Linked DNA regions of Mus musculus: region 1 is linked to region 2. The links are chromatin contacts, called in public promoter capture Hi-C maps. All regions are on one chromosome and are shown on one strand. Each heading gives the region's core, a stretch centred on a gene start, on an enhancer-like site or on the middle of the called end of the contact. The rest is flanking DNA. Distances are from core to core; before and after follow the strand shown. Region 1 holds the start of Otp (orthopedia homeobox). Region 2 holds the start of Lhfpl2 (lipoma HMGIC fusion partner-like 2).

What was found. Promoter capture Hi-C pulls out the DNA fragments that hold promoters and counts their contacts.
Region 1: a contact with region 2 is called in a promoter capture Hi-C map of embryonic stem cells. The contact joins the promoter of Otp here to the promoter of Lhfpl2 in region 2.

What each region holds. Positions count from the first base shown.
Region 1 is chr13:94,873,137-94,879,112 of GRCm38.p6, reverse strand. It overlaps Otp (orthopedia homeobox), which reads right to left and starts at 3,477. Exons shown (of 3, transcript NM_011021.4): 1 at 3,307-3,477; 2 at 1,591-2,000. The coding sequence starts at 3,343.
Region 2 is chr13:94,055,108-94,060,413 of GRCm38.p6, reverse strand. It overlaps Lhfpl2 (lipoma HMGIC fusion partner-like 2), which reads right to left and starts at 2,618. Exons shown (of 4, transcript NM_172589.2): 1 at 2,508-2,618.

The sequences.
Region 1 (5,976 bases), core at 2,228-4,727, 820 kb before region 2:
AATTACCAATATGTCTAGGTTAAGATACAGCACTGCACTCTTTTATACAAAAATTAATAGCAAAGATTTCTCTTGAGAGCAAAAAGTAAATTTGTGAACTTTGATTCTTCGATATTGAGCTTACAATCAAGTATTATTGTTGGATTGTATATTTCCATGACAGTTTGAACCCACACTTAAAAAGTGTAAGGTGAAGATTTAAAGAACATTTAATATGCCCGAACAATGTAATTAGTACTCTTCATATGTGTAATGTCTTTGCCCCATTGTTTAAGCTTTTCAGAGTTCACTAACAAATACCCAGATTTATATTTAATAAAAATATTAATCGTTGTGAATATTTATCTATTAATTTGACCATTTTAAGTCTCTGGGATATTCATTTCTTATTAGAACAAAGGTATGTATTCCCGTTTAGATGAACTACAAAATGCCGAATGGAAATAAATCCTGATTTCCTGACCAATCAAATGTAAAAGAACTGTAGTTCTTAAAGTTAATTTCCAAAATCAGGTAGCACTGGCTTAACAAATTATTTAACTTAGCACCCAGGATTCTAGAAGGAAAGGGAAAAAAGGTCCAAAGTAGAGAGAAAAATATTTTCAGCACCGTGGATAGCTCTCGGCAAGCGCAAAGCTTCTTCAAGGCGCCTGTCAATGAAATAGTACATATTGCCAGTCTTTGTAAAAGAAACAAGAAAGAAAATTGGGGTTTATTAATCTTATATTTTCTCTCCCAATTTTCAAAAGAGATACAGGTGAAATTTTCTAGATTTCATATAATTACAATTTAGAAAGTGGTTGGATAAAATATGGGCACAATAACAAATTCCTCCATTACAATTTAAGCTTTCTGGCCTGAAAAGTTCCTTCTTTGGGTCAAATATCCACAACAGACAGTGCTCATTTCCTGCTTTCCTCCTTAAGGGAAATCTTAATTATTTTATTAAAATTCAAGACCCAAATTTCATAGGTGGTGTAGTATTTTCGGCCAGTCCCTGCGCGTAAATCACCCAAGGCAAAAAAAGCCTTTGAAAACAACAAAGCTGAGGGTGTTTTGCCTGTAAGACGAAAGAAGGTGATATTTTAAGAGAATAAAACCACACCTGGAAGTTTGAGTACTCCACCCCGCTTTTTAAAGACACCAACTGCACTGTGGTTCCTCTTCCTTGTTTCCTGTATTATTATGAAATGCCCCCCATTTATCCAAATGCATAATAGAAACTCATTACGGGGTAATGAAACACTTGTCAATAGAGCTGGAGCAAGGTGCGCGCTGGGCTTAGCTTCTGGGGAGACGAGAAGGTTCCCATCTTTGTTGGAAGAAGTTGGACTTGGGCCCCGCAGCCCCATAACACCGGGCTGCTTTTGAGGAGTTTTGAGATGAGGGATGGGGCTACAATGGAGGAAGTCCATGGGGGCCTGTGATCATCCTAGCCAATATTTGGACAGAGTATGGTATCCTCCGACCCAGGAACGTAGAAACAACAAGCGCGCAGCTCGGGATCCCAGCAGAGCACAATACCTACTCCGTGCTCTAATCCTCCCCTTCCCTCCTTGCCTTCCTCCCCTGAGCCCAAGCCCGCCTTACCTGCACCCGCGACTCGGTCAGCCCGATACGCAGCGCTAGCTCCTCACGCATGAAGATGTCGGGGTAGTGAGTCTTGGCGAAGCTCCTCTCCAATTCGTTGAGCTGTGCTGGGGTGAAGCGTGTCCGGTGGCGCTTCTGTTTCTGTTGGCCCTGCTGTTGGCCGGCTTGGCTGGGGTTGGGGCCGCCCTGGGGCCCCGGCTGCTTGTCTGGGTCTTTGGCGCTCACCGCCAGCGAAGCAGGGGTAGAGCCCACGGTGGTGATGTCCTCGCCCGGCAGCAGAGTGGCTCCTTCGACCGGGTCCGAGTTGGGTGCCAGGTCCCCTGGATGACCCCCAGGGTCAGAGCCCCCCACACCCAGCCTACACTTCACCGCCTCCCGGTGGCCCAGAAGCTCGGCGGCATCTTTCATACCTGAGGAGGGAAAGGGATCTCGATCAGTACTGTCCTGGCGACGTGAGGAGCCGGTGACTTCCCTGAGAGGTTCTGCTTCAGCCCCATCCACCGCTCCCTCTGCGCCCACGCTTGCCCCGAGGCGGAAACTGCCTGGTCCTCAGCCCGGTTTCCCAGGAATTGGACAGCTAGGTTGAAATAGCATCTCCTGGCCTCCTTCTCTCCACAGCCCGCTCTGGTGCTTCACAGCTCCGGCCTTCGTGTCTCCCACAAAACAAAACAAAAAACAAAACAAAAACAAAAACAAAAAAACCACTCCCAGGCCTGACAATGAAACACACCCGAGTCCTTTCACTAACTGTAACCCTGGTGTCCCAGGAAACCTTGAGAAAATTCTTAGTCGGGTGGTGCGGGAGAAAAAGAAATCAAGAGAGAGCCTTTGGAGGCTGCTCCTCCTGAGCAAAGGCGCTAAATGAACTCTGGCCAATTCCCTCTGACTTTCGGAAGATGAATATGTCTCCAAGCCTTCCACCTCTCAAAATAAGCCCAAATCAGCTCCGCCTCCCCCTCAAATCAGAGAAAGTGTTTGGGAAACGGAGTCACATCCATCACTAAAGCTCCCCAAGCCTGAAGCCCAGAACTTGGTAACCCAGATAGCTTCAAAGAAATTTAAGTAAACTCTATAGCCATAACAGTGAATCAAACTTTAGAGAATTCAACTTTTCTCTCCCGAGAAATAAACGGCTCGTCCCTCCCCGTCACTGGTAACACCGAGTCCCTTGTAGAAGGCAGGGATGCCCGAGAGGATGAGTTGGGCTTTTCTTCTCAACCAGCACACTTAGCAAATCCACCTTCATACAGCGGCTTCTCCTTCACAAAGGAGAAGATTTTTTTTTAAAAAAAGAAAACAAATTTAAGCACACTTAGAGGAGAAGGTGATGATAGAAAGGAAGAAGGGGAAAAAGGGATGAAAGAAATTCCAAATCAAAGCAAACAAGAGTGGAAAAAGAGAGAAACACCTCCAAACAAATTATCGCGGGCTAGAACTCCTTCCAAAAATAATAATATTAATAATGAAGGGGAGAGAGAAAGAAAAAAATAAGAAAAACAAAAAGGTGTCAGCATCCCCAACTCCGTTTTGTTTTGGAATCTACATATTCCATAGATTTTTTTTAAGACGATGTTAAATCAAATTAAACTTTAATACAGCACAATTACTTTTAAAGAAATTAGTCCATTTAGGGCGCATTAAGGTAAAATAAGGAACAAATTGACAATTTCCTGCCCCGGCTTCTCCTGGCTGCCCGGGTGAGAGGCGCTCACTCACCTAGCCTGGCGTCCAGGAGGTCGGCGTGAGACAGCATCGCGCACCGCTCCAGGGCGAAAGCTGTTCCCCCCCAAATTTTAGCGGCTTTAAGTTATTTAAAATAGATATAAGCTATAAGCTATACGATATAGATATATATAGATCACCTAAATGAAAGAAAATTCGGTTTGTGGTTAAAAAGGGGGCTTCTTGCATTATAATGTCCTTTAGAGAGACGGGGAGGTGCTTAACAGATGAATGAACCCGTGAGCAGCTCGGCGAGGGGACCAATCAGGAGGGCAGCCTGCAAATGTCAGCGCCCGGAGAGTCCCCCACTCCGCCCGCCCGCCCGCCTGCGCCTGCCGGGAGGAGGCGGCGGCCGCAGCCCAGGCAGCTCCAGCCTCCAGCAGCCGCTAAAGCAGCAGCGGCCACCTTGGCCTCGCCCTGGGCCTCTGGGCCGAGCCTCGGTCAGTTCTTCCCAGAGATTTTCTCCGGGCACATCTCCCCTTTCCTTGTCCTGCCTTGCTCGCTTCACAGGCTCTGTGTATCAGAGCTAGGGTGTCCCTGGAACGGGGGCAGTTCAGACACCAAAGCAGGACATGACCTCTGCATGACCTGAGAGTCGCCACCCCCAGCCCACACACATCCCACCGCACCCGCGCCCCCGCTGCCCCTGCTCGTGCCAGCTAGGGGACACTGGACCGCGGTAGTCAAAGCCCTAGCTCACCAGGCAGCCAAGCTACCATCTCTAGAACGACCCTAAATTTCTGCCACTGTTCTGCAGGCCTTCTCTAGAGACCCAGACTCTGGCCTACTGAGCCCCAATCCCATTGCAAGCCTAGAAAATAAAGAGGAAGTTGCCCCCCCACCACCACCCCGCCAAGGTCCCCTGTCCGCTTTGGGGGAGGGGGAGACTTCATGAAGTGAGCCTTCCTCCAGAACTCCAGAAGCTGCGTTCCAGGGCCACCTGCCCGATAGGCCTACACTCTCACCCAGGTCCCAACCTGCTCTTTCGGTCAAAGTTTCTAAGTTCAGCTAGACGACCAAAGCCACTTAAGGCAGTAAATAAAGTTAACCGCTCTTTATTTTCCTCTTGGATGTGTTAAACTACTTGAACAATTTAAAGTGCTTTTGCACAAGTGAAGCGAACCATTTCTAATGTTCTGATTTTTCAGAGCCAGCCAACAACAAAGTTTAGATTAGTAATATATTTCTAACCAGAGTAATTTTCAAGATCATTAGGCATTTATGTAATTAGTGCCAAATCTATAAGCTTTTATTACGATTATTAGAGTAAAATCAGTATAAATTTGTACTAATTTACTACTGTTTAGACTTGGCTGCCAAGCCCAGAGGTTCTTATTGTAAATGATAACTGAGGAAATTAAGTGCAAAATTCTGTACCGTTTCTGATCTGCTCCCAAACAATCCGTTTCAATTGTATTTGCAGCAGAACATGATGCCCCTTTAAAGTTATTTGACTTGTATTTTTATTTGCAACACAAGAAAAATGCCCTCTACCCAAGGCAAAATGAAAACTGATATTTACTGCTCCCAACTTGATTAACATTGATTTTTAATTCGAGGGTGATGCAATTAAGATTATTCATTTAGTGCAAATAAAGCTTCCACAAAGGGTGGCCCTCTGAAGTCTGTTTTAAATAATACCGAACAAATGGCTTTTTTTGTTCGTCGCCCAATTGACTTACACAAAACATTGAAAATGCTGCCCGAGAGCAGATGCGAGGGTGTGTGTGTGTGTGTGTGTGTGTGTGTGTGTGTGTGTGTGTCTGTGTCCTTTACTCTGTGTGTGACAGGGAAGAGCAAGGAGACAAAGGAGGCGGCGAAGCAACTCTGGGGCAGTTTTGTTTCCTCCTCGTCCTCAGCCCTTTTCAAAGTCCTGCGGTGCCCAACCCGGGTGCGCGCGTCTGCACCGGGGCACACTCGCTTGTGAGTGCAGGGTCTGGGCTACGTGGGTGTCGCAGAGCGCCGGAGAACGCTCACTCCGCAGCTCGGGACCTGGCGGGGCTGCAGTGGCCGCCGGGCAGCGGGTACCAACCGGGCCTAGCAGGAGCTGGGCGCCGCGAAGCCGGGGGTGCGCTCTAGGAGGAGCCTAGGCGACTCTAGCACGCCTGGGAGCCTCGGGGGCTTTCGGCCAGCGCCTGGTGTGCTATCCAGAACGGTTTTTCCTGAAAGGGAAATCCCAAGCCCTAAAGCAAACCGAGCCCCTCTGGTAGCAGCTTGATTTTCTCTATACACCTCCCACTCCCCATTTTGACAACTCGGCCGCGATCAGCAGGAGGGGACAGTTCAGCCTTCCAGGGCGGGACTGTACGCTCTGGACCTGGCACAAGAGCACGCACCTGGGACTGCCCCCGGGTTTCAAACTACCAAGGAGGGGTTTTCTGGGTATTCAGGCCTGAAAGGCAGGTAGAGGTGTAGTCAAGTGGCTAAAGAAGGAACCAGAAGGTGGAGTACAGAAGGTGGAATAGCGGTCGCCTGCTCGGTAGAAGAGTCTAAGAAGTCCGGTCCTGCGGTGACCTGGCTGCTTAAGTGAGAGACTTGAGAGGTCACCTGGGAAGAGAACAGGCGCGAGCTTACAAGTGTGTGCTCACAAGCGCTGGTGCCCGCTCCCGCAGCAGCCCTGTATCTGCTGCCTTCCTTGCCTGGCGTCCTCACATGTACTCGCTC
Region 2 (5,306 bases), core at 1,369-3,868:
TCTAACATTGACTTTAGCATTCTTGGGCAGTGTGTATCACATCAACCATTAAAAGGTTTTTAAGAGTGGGAACTTCTAGATGTTGACTGTCAGAGGCAAGGCTCAACTCAGACACTCAGTGGGAGAATCAGTTACTCTTGAGTCCCTTTTACCCTGGGAACTTAAGAGTGCTGGCAATCCTTAATGTTTTCTGAGCATTTCGTGTGTGGGGGAACCATCCCAAATCCGAACAAAGACACCAGTTAACCTTCCGGAGACGCTCACGTGAACCCTCACAACCATTTTCAATTTTTAAAAATATTTTATTATTAATTTTATTTTTAATTTTGTGTACACTTGTTCAGTGTATGAGTTCCTGAATGTGAGTGCAGTGCCAGACGAGGCCAGAAGAGGGCATCTGATCCCAAAGAGCCTGAGTTGCAGGCAGGTGGTGGCAAACTCCAGTCTCCCCAGAAGAGTAGTAAGCACTATCGACTGCAGAGCAACCTCCGAGATTTAATTTTATTATTTGTGTGTGTGACTAAGTGTAGGCACACATGCATGCACAAGTGCCTGAGAAGGCCAGAAGAGAGCATGGGATCCCTCAGAGCTGGAGTCCTAGGCATTTGTGAGCCATCTGAGATGGATGCTGGGCTTAGAACCCCAGTCCTCATGAGAGAGCAACAAGAGCTCATAACACCAGAGCCACAGTTCCAGCCCCCACTAGGTAGACACAGAGACCGCAGCGGAGAGCTAGAACGGAGCTTGCTAACATTCACATAGGCTTCACACAATGGGGACCCAACAGACTAAATCTGAGTCTCCTGAAAAGCTTTTTAAGATTTATTTTTAATTATGTCTAGTTGTGTGCTTGCACCTGGGTATGTCCACAGTGCAAACGCCTGTGGAAGCCAGAGGCACTGATCCAGTTGGGAGCTGTCTGATTTGGGTCATGGGACCTCAGCAAGTGCTCTTAACCACTGAGTCATCTCTCCAGCCCCAGGACTCTCCTACATTTTAATCCTCCTGTGTTGGCAATTCTTTGCAGTAAAGATATATAGAAAATGAAGACTTTTTTTTTTTTTTGCAGTGTGTGTGTACACACACACACCTGAAGTTTTCTATCCATTCTTTTGTAACTATCTCCTGCTGTAGACTTTTCTCCCTGCCTTGTTCAACCTTGCTTGCAGCCAAATCTCTAAGCCCATGCCTCTGTTGTTAGCAGGTGCTGTCAATTCTGAGTTGCGCACATGGATAAACGGTATGCTTATTTTTCCCCCATAAGGCACTGCTTTGCTCTCATCTACAAAGATCCTTTTTTTCCTTCAGACAAATGGCTGGTTCATGTATCATGACTCAAATTATATTCACAAATGTTCATTTGCAGTGTAATCACTCTTCCTAACTAGACTGGTTCAAGACAAATGAGCAGCCCCCTTTCCCACCCTCTTCTCTTTAAGCTTACAGTGCTCCACCTCCCGCTATAAAATGCTGTCACAGACCACAGGCCACACTGCTCTGTATGACCTACTGCAGGTCACTCTATTTTTTTTTAATGACATCGTCTGGTATTGCTTTAAACCTTTCAAATATTTCATCAGAATCAGATGTTCCAACACAGGCTAGCCCTATTAGCCTGATTGCAGAGAGAGATGTTCATCTTCCCTGTCTTTAAAATATTTAACCATCGCATGCGTGTTCTCTATCTCTTAATTTGAAAGGGAGTTTTTAAAAAAAATGATTAGAAGAGCATCAGAAAGAGCAAGATAAATTATTCCTTATCCCATCCTCTCTTTGAGCTGGACAGGAAGAGTGTTCAGAGAATTAAAGTCCCTTCGAAGGAACTCTGACTTAGCCCCCCACACCTTGCCGCCCTGTGGCTCCAACACACACTCGCCGGCAGTGGTTCCACTTTTCCATATAGGTCACCAGCTGTAATCTACAAGCACAAAAACAATCATGGCACAGAGTACAGGAAACTGCCCGGGCAGGAGTGAGGTAGGGTGCGAGGATGAGAGTCTTTTGCCCTTACTTCCATACAAACTCCCGAACCTCCTGAATTAACAGAAAAGTTGAGCCGACTTGAAGAAACTCTTTTTGCTTTTCTCAGTTCAGAGAGCACGCGACCGCGAATAGACTGAGAGAGAAGTGCGGCCGGGTGGGGGTAGGGACTGCATTCAAACCCATCTCTCTGAGTCCTTCATCCACCCCAGATGTGGTGTTCCCCAACTCCCCGCCCACCTCCTCGCCAGCCCTCACCCCTCTGCACTGGCCACAAAAAATGCAGCCCAGGTCTGAGATGCAGCTGAGGTCTGTGGCCGGTGAGACCCACGCGGTACGGACCGGGGCTGGAGGGGACCACTACAGCTCCCCGGGAAAAAGCGCTTCCAGGCTCAACTTCTTCCACGTCTGCGGCGGGCCGGCGCTGCAGCGGATCCTTCCTGCCCCGGCACCCGCCGCCCGTCCCTCCGCGCCCCCGTGCACTGTCGGGGACCGGCCCCCTCCCGGGCTCCCCGCGCAGCACCTACCTGGCCGGGGCAGCCGGCTCCTAACGCCCCGCTCTGGCCCGGGCGCGTGCAGCCTTCCCCAGCCGGGCTCTCTGTGCCGCCTCCTCGCTGCAGCCTCGATCTGGCCCCGGCGGACCCGCAGGGGCGAGGGCGGGAGCAGACGAGGGTCGGCGGCGCCGGGGCGGAGGCCGAGGGGCGGGCGCAGCGGGAGGAGGCGGCCGAACCTCGCAGCCCAGGCCGGCCGCTGCCACTCAGCATCCCCGCCTCCGGCCGCCGCTCGGGGAGGGGTCGGCGAAGCCCGGCCTCCGGGGGGGAGGGTCCTACAGGGCCCGGGAGAGTGTGGGCGACGCGCGCGATCCCTGAGAAGGGGTCCCGGAGCCCTGCGGGGTTCTCTCCTCACGCTGTCCCAGTGCCTATCGTGGACCAGAGCCGGCGGGGCGGGCGGGAAGAAAGTCGGTCCGTGGCCCAGGAAAACCGCAGGGTGGAGAGTGGTCTGCGGTGCTTTTAAAGCAGAGGCTGGAGGCACAAGTTTACAGGTCCTGATTTCTACTTCGGGAAACTGCAAACTTTCACAGAGCTTGGATGCTTGGGTCCAGACACATCCCCCAGGCACTGAAGATACACTTTCCAATAGATACCACAGATATCAAAGGCGGTTTAGCCAGCGGGAAAGGGATCCAGAGAGGAGACCCACCAACTCCTCTCACCACCGCCCCCAGGGCCAGAGCAAAGGACAGAGTCAAATAGCCAGGGGCTGAATTGTCTGAATTCATTGTGTTAGGACAGAACCCAGCTAAGATCACCTTCCTTTGTCTCCAACCCCCACCCCCTGTCAAATTTGCTTCAGCCTCCAAACTCTCAGACACTTGTCTATCCACCGAAGCACACCCACCCCCCCCACCCCTCCCTCCCGGCCTTCCCTAGCAGCTTGCATGTGCTCTTTGCTCTTGAAGTCTTTGCACTTGACCCACTATTTCCAAATCCATTTGGGTTTGTCAGTTTCAATGGCCCCCTCCTGCTTTTGAAACCCGTGGGCACGGCACCTATCTGCACGGCCTTACAAGCTTAATGGCTCTAGAACACCACTTCCTGGGTGAGAGGGTATCTGAGGCATTTTGCCAGGAAAATTAAAAAAACAAAACAAATTCTTGATTTCTTTGCAACTCCACTATTGAAAACCATATCCCACAGCAGGATTGTAGATAGCATAAGTCATCCGCAACTGCTGGTCTGTGGAGAAAACATACAAATTAAATCGGTTGGGATTCTTCACATGCAAAGGGTACCTATCACCAATTAACAATAGCTGCAAACACAAATGCATCACCATGCTGGTCCTCATCCAGATGGGGTCCTAGAAGGACCCATGCCTGTATCCACGCTGAAGCTGCTGATGCTGTTCCCAGGACTCTCCCACGGTTGAATCCTACTGGGAAAAAAAAAAAAAAAAAAGCTTTCCCGAAACACATTCTACAAGAGTGTTAAGTGCTCTCTCTATTTGGCAAAATCACGTGCTAGAAATTACAAGAGGGCTTATGAGGTTAAGAATAAACTTAAAAATCTACATAGCATTGCAATCGGAGAATTAAAAACAGCAACCATTCAAAAGAACATACTAACAGAGTTTATAAACTGTACTAAATTCCTAATAAATATTACAGTGAATACAAGACTTTACCTTTATAAAAAGATGGAGGTAATTATGGGAGAATTGTTTGAGATCAATGAATTGAGAAGAAAGCCAAAACAAATTTTAGAAACAGAAACCTTTGCCTTGTACCCTCTTCCTATGAACTCTCCTGGGTTATAGCTCACGACTGAACCAATCAAAGAACACAGAACAGATATGCACCATTATGTGTATACACAATGCCTTCCAATCTCACCCTGATTAGGCGGCTGTTGTCCATTGGTGATATCAAATGTGCCAGGAACATTTGAATATGAAGCAGCATACCATACTGCTCCCTCCATTTCATTAGAAGCCCTCCCTATGTAGAAGCAGTCACGAATGAGGTCATTTGTTATGCTTTGCTGAGACATCCTCGTGAGTTCACAATGGCCCTATGCGTACGGAGTAGATAGCACTGTGCTCCACACCTCTGTTGAACTGTTATCTAAGTCAGAGGCCATTGTAAGCATCAGTGAACAAGAAGTGGTGCAAACATGGCTTCCCTTGTGAATTGTGGGTACATCACTAGTTGTTTCATGTCGTTTGGTGGTATTATATGTTTCGAATGTATTTAGCTTGAGTTGGTGCCTCATCTCTGTCTCAGTTTCTTTGAAGGGCACAGTCTGTAGCTTATAGACACTGTGCCTTTACATCTTCCACAATGCTGGCACAGTACATACCCATCGGGACATAAACATTAAGGTATCTATGCCCAGTTGACTGGGCTATGGTTCAACTCTATGCTGAATTCATAGAAGAACCGCCTGGGAAATAAAATATTGTTTTATTTTTTGTTGTTGTTTGCTTGCTTGCTTTCTCTCACAACCGTGTGTGCAGCTCCTTGGGCTAACATCAAAGCCAGTATTTGCAGATAGAATAATATGGGTCTGAAGGTCAGATAAAATTACACTTAATGGGAAACTAAGGGAGTGACCACACAGTACGGACAACACAAAGTGCCCATTAAAGCGGTGGAAAGGAAGCAGCAGAGGAAGCCAGCCGAGTGGAGGAGCCCTAGGATGGGTCGGGGTTGCTCCTGTCACGTGCTTGGGTCAAATTTTAAAAAGAAAGAAAGGAAGAAACACTAGAAGGCATGAGCAAATTAAAGAGTATCTACAAAGTCAAACAACAAGGAGGCCTTGGAGGAA